Linked DNA regions of Mus musculus: region 2 is linked to region 1. A link is a contact called in public HiChIP or PLAC-seq data. All regions are on one chromosome and are shown on one strand. The core of a region is the stretch at or near the end of the contact, and the rest is flanking DNA. Distances in the headings are between cores, read along the strand shown.

Region 1 (2,700 bases), core at 49-2,548:
TGTGTGTGTGTGTGTGTGTGTGTGTGTGTGTGTGTGTGTGTTTCAAATTATGCAATGGATGGAACACATAAAAATCTATATCAAAAATCTGAATCCAGGGCATGCTAAGAGAGAAGACCAACATTGTCAAGCACACTGTAAAAGCATCTTTACTTGATCAAACTTGTGCTTAAACATCAGGCTTTGAGTTATGTGTCTGTTCCCATAGGTTGCTTCAGAGACTTTCCTACATTTTAGGAAGGAGTCCTCATCATGCGTCTACTCCAGGTGTTTATGGATGGGAAATGCTCCAAACACACACCAAAGACCAAAGCAGCAAAGGGTCAGAGAGCAACAGCTACTGCTGCCTCTGTACTGAGATCATGCAAGCTTCCAAAGACATGATCACTTTTCCAGCCAGCCTGTGGATTTGGTCCTCTATACACAAGTCCCGATGCTGTGTAACTATGATAGGAACATTACAAGTGACTGATACAGACAGAGGAGAGACATAATTATCCTATTTTCATAAAAAGAAAAAGGAAATATCAAAGTACTAAGAGATATCTGAACTGGCAAACAAGATAACCTAGGTCAAAGGTTGAACAACCTAAAACTTAACAAGCAGCCCTGTGAGCGCTTGCTTGAACCTTTAGTCTAGGGAAGCCCAAAAGAGTCCAAGTTCATTGCCTCATGTAAGCAGGGGTACTGGAAGGAGTCAAGGGGCTGGGAGACTGGGATGTAAAGTAACTAAATAAATATTTTTAAATGAGTTTATAGACTGTAACTCTGTTGGTAAAAGTGAAATGTGGGATGGATCATTGAATAAATGTAGTATGAAGGAAACATGTCATGGTGACAATACTGGTGATAATAAAGTATTTCAAGTTGAAGATGCATACCTAGAACAAGGTGATCACCATATAAATGGGCAAGGACTGACAGAAGTGAGCACATTCTTTTTGATGTTACAGACACCATCATTTTATCTGACTTTACATGGAGTAACTGTGTTGAATAACCTGTGCACTTTAGGTTATTTAAAGTTCCCATCCCTACCTTCATTTTTTAAGCTAGAAACTTTGCCCATTCACTCTTCCCAAATCAGACTTAGTTTGATGAGGTGTTAACAGATTTCACTCAGACTTTGGGAATGGATGGCCTAGTAAAGCCAGGGAGAAAGCTCTAGTTCCAATCATTCAATGCAGTGGTACCAAGGTGAAATAACATATAGCAAGGGAATAAAGCTCTCAAAGGCCTCACAGTAAGTCTATGACTAAAGGCAGCATAATACTAGGACAAGAGAATGGCCTATTTTTAGTATGTGAGACTGTTTTTGAGAACCACCAGGACACTGAACCTTGATTTCTGTTCCTACTATACCTTGTCCAGTGATAAGTAAAAATCTTTCCCATGATCCCCTTTGACGAATGGGAACAGCCCAAGATGTGAAAGGTGAAGTTCACCTCTAGCCTTCAGAGACCCAGAGGACAGGAAAGATACATGGGAACAGAAAAGAAAGGCATTGCCAGGGCCACAGTGAACATACGGGTCAGCCCTGAGAAAAAGAAAGATGAGGAAGTCACCATTCTCAGCATCTATTGCAAACCACCAGCCTCTCTCACTTCCCTTGCCCACAGAGACGGCTTTTGCCAGTCAAGGAAGAAGTAGTTTCATAAAAAATGATCAGAGGAAGAGATGAGGGTGGGGTAGGAGAGTAAGATGTTTCACTGAAAGGGCAAGGCCAAGTGTTCAAAGGACATGGATTTATTCCTTCAACATCCCTAGACCGCTTTATAAAACAATCAAGTCAGAAACTATTAGCTGGGTTGATTTAGTAGACTCTTTGACCCAGGACACAAAAGGTTTAAGAAGATACAGAGAGGCGAACTTGACCTGACCAGTAAACATTTCAAATATGACAACTGCTTAGAGAGCCACACAAGAAAGTTGGACTGAGTAGCCGGGCTGGCTTTCTATAGTTATTAACTGCCATGCCACCACTAGTATCATTATGTAACACAGTAGCATATGGGGAACATTACGCGGTGTGTTTTCCAAAGCTTCTCTGTCCAAGTGGGTGAGGCAATGGCCTCCTTGAATCAAAACCTATTGCTCCTTAAGGCTTGCATAGCTGTCTTGATTAAACACAGCAGCAGGCTCCGGTTGAAGGGACAATTCTTCGCTTTGGAGGGGAGGTAGAAGAGGGTAATTGCCAGATGTTTGCAATTTTAGCTATAAAAAGATGGCTGCTTTCCATTCCTGAGTATGTTGAATCTTTTTTTTTTTTTTTCTTTCTACCCAAGCTATTGTGGTTCACTTAAATAGGCCATTGCGCTGATGAATCATCACTCAAAACTACAATAATGGAAGCAGAAAAAAATATGGCATTTTAAATTCCCATGTAAGAGGAATAAATTAAAATGTACAGGTACTACTTATGTGCTAGGCAACAAAAATCATGTTAGTGCTTAAGATGCTCGTTTGGAGTCTTAAGAGCTGTGCGTGGGTCTCCCCTTGACTACTTCCTACGATCACGGATAGGCACCAATGCCTTAAAGCAAACCTCAGGCTGGCTACCTGTGCAGTGGAGGTAAGAATTCCTCTCTGGCCTGATTCTCAGCAGGAAGTCTCTGAGGACATCCATTCCTATCCTGTCTTATAAGCCAGACATAGACCAGGGGAGGTGTGTGATTCCTTCTCAACTGAAAAAAAAAAAAA
Region 2 (2,700 bases), core at 199-2,698, 170 kb before region 1:
AGGCAAGCAACTGACACATCTTAGGTGAAACCTTGAGGGAAACTGAGGAAAGACTTGATGCTTGGATCACTGACCAAGCGCAGTACCATATCCTACCCATACTACTTACTTTGGGCAACAAACCTGATATCAAGAAAGAAATTGTTCTGGATTAAAGTGGGCCCTGCATATAATGTAAAACTCAGAAGGTATCGTAGGCTACCTTAACTTTAATTTCATCACAGCCAAAATGTCATAAAACATTTTCCTACAAATTTACTTGAGTTTACATTCATTAATCCAATATAAATTATTTTAAGTATTCTTTGCAAGTCATTTTTAATCTCTTCTTTCTTTTATTTACTTTTAATTTAGTATTTTTACTTATTTACTTTACATCTTGCTCAGCTACCCCTCCTGTCACCCCCTCCCACAATTCTTCCTCCAAGGCCCCTCCCCTTCTCCTTCTTCTCCTTGGCAGGTGGGGCCAAGAACTGACAGGGCAAGATCAGACTCCTAATCCTATCAGGAAGAGAATGTATAAACCATTTTTCTTCTAAATGGGGTGTTCTACAAATATTTTCTCATGGACAAGCAAGGAAGGGCAATAAGCTTTCCATTTCAAAGCACAGCACGCACAGTGCAAGTTAGCAAAGATGTCACTGTGCTTCTAAGGCTCAGATCCTATTGGGACTTGGCTCCTAGTAAACTTCAACTTGCTGAACTGGTAAAGCCACAAGTCAAGGGGAGAGCCATTGAGTACATATGGCTCTCAGAACTGTCAATGGAAAATAGATGATGCTGTGGAATGGCCATGTAAGTGAGGCAAAGACTGCAAGGATTTGAAAATTTCTTCTGAAATATTTCTAAAGAAAGTCATACAGAAAATGGTATCTTCTTTTCTTTTCTTTTCTTTTCCTTTCTTTCTTTCTTTCTTTTTTTTTTTTTTCTTTACTATTCCACTGTGCTTTAGGGGGAAGTTCTAAACCTAAACGTCTAAGGCTGGAGTGGTTTGCTTTGGAAGACACTGGGTATCACACCACGAGTTTTAGGATGATGTTCGGAGCATTAAAGGAACCACTGCACATGCTACACTACTTGCCAGTAGTGGATTTTGTGTGTAAATATATTTATTGTTTATTCTTTACTATATTCCATTCTGAAGGTGCCACTCTATCCTTTTGCAAATATGAAAGCTGAAATTAAGAGAGTTGGTCAACTCAGAGGTACATAGTTAATAGAAAGCACAGTCATATTTTGAACCCAGTACTGTCTAACTGAAATGTTTTTGACCTTTCTCTGTTCCTGTTCTGTATTTACCACTTCCTAACGCTGTAGTAAGGTATCCTGACAAAAGCTACTCAAGGGAGAAGGGCTTCTTTTGGTACAGTTTGAGGGTACAGTCCATCTTGGTGGGCAGTCCTGACAGCTAGAGCTACAGACAGTTGGTCACATTTTATTCTAAATCAGGAACTGAGCATGTTTGTGCTGCCTGCTCCTTCTTGCTCAATCCAGGACCAGCCTATTGCAATACTGCTGCCCACAATTAGGATGGGTCTTTCAGCCTCCATTTACCTTATCTAGAAAGTTCCTCACAGAGAAGCCCACAGGCCTTGTTTCCATGGTAATTTTAAATCCCATAAACTAATAGTTACCTAGTAATGGCTACTTCCACTGAGCATAAGGTTCAAGAGAACTATCACTTACTGAGTTATAAATGTGCTCAATAGCTTACTATTTTCACTGAGCATAGAAAGTTTCCTTTATGATTCCTTTCTCATAACAAAACTCTGAAAATTTTTTATTCCACATTATACATATATAGCATTTTGCAATGCTCAACCACAAATTCTATTTTAGAAACATTTAAGAAGTATCAACTTGGAATAAAATATAAAATACTCCCGGGGAGATGACTGAACTTTTGTTAAGGTATATGCTAGCAGAGTTGAGAATGCTTTGTTACACCGAGAAGCCACTAAGTTCAGTGGTTCCACCAAACCTAGAAGAATGTTAATTCCCAGCGTAAGTCATTTCTGTGTTCAGAGGCCCACCCTCTCCAAATCTCTATAGAACATGTGAGTCTTGTAACACATTGTCTTCTGCAAGGTGGGATTTGTTAATCAATTTTCCATAGTCCTCTTTGACCAGAGCCTTTTCTGGTACCTACACCTTTCATTCTTGCCAACCATGAAGGTGAATTTTTATTCTCCTCTCCTGGCTTCCATTTGCTCAAAAATCAAATTGGAACTTTTCCTCTATATATACCTAGTAAGAGTATCCTATCTTACTATAAATATTAAACACTCTCTCTGCCTTGGCACTATTTTCTGTTTGCGTTTTTCTCTCTCTCCTCTTCTCTTCTCTTCTTCTCTTCTCTTCTCTTCTCTTCTCTTCTCTTCTCTTCTCTCTCTCTCTCTCTCTCTCTCTCTCTCTGTGTGTGTGTGTGTGTGTGTGTGTGTGTGTGTGTGTGTGTGTAAACACAGAGCCCAGTGCATGAATAAGCACTTAATTTGGTACAAATTTTGAGTGGTTTGGAGCAATAGTTCAGATATGTTCTGCAATATGCTTAGAATCCCAAGCTATGGAAATAAATAAAGAGTTGAAGCTTTAATTATAAACTCCTAGGCTTTTAATACTGTACCAAAAAATGTATTTAAGGAATCTGGTTTCTTTTGGAGGAATTCACAACTGACTACTTTTCTAATGAAAGTATCTGGG

The links. HiChIP or PLAC-seq counts read pairs in DNA pulled down with a chosen protein or histone mark.
Region 2: an H3K4me3 HiChIP or PLAC-seq map of bone marrow-derived macrophages shows a contact between it and region 1, with 3 times the contacts expected there. The contact joins two enhancer-like sites. A contact is called at or near these places in 1 of 15 datasets of contacts at CTCF or cohesin (CD8 T cells) and 2 of 115 datasets of contacts at active chromatin or transcription factors (CD8 T cells and bone marrow-derived macrophages).

What each region holds. Positions count from the first base shown.
Region 1 is chr16:24,619,074-24,621,773 of GRCm38.p6, reverse strand. The region is part of intron 5 of Lpp (LIM domain containing preferred translocation partner in lipoma); the gene reads right to left. Among named protein-coding and RNA genes, the nearest start is that of Mir28a, 210 kb to the left of the region's middle. Within about 2 kb of position 1,298, at least 72 of the 459 cell types and tissues checked have an H3K27ac peak or open chromatin away from gene starts, as enhancers often do. A contact at or near this core is called in bone marrow-derived macrophages, where this site is marked.
Region 2 is chr16:24,784,634-24,787,333 of GRCm38.p6, reverse strand. The region is part of intron 8 of Lpp (LIM domain containing preferred translocation partner in lipoma); the gene reads right to left. Among named protein-coding and RNA genes, the nearest start is that of Mir28a, 42 kb to the left of the region's middle. Within about 2 kb of position 1,448, at least 4 of the 459 cell types and tissues checked have an H3K27ac peak or open chromatin away from gene starts, as enhancers often do. A contact at or near this core is called in bone marrow-derived macrophages, where this site is marked.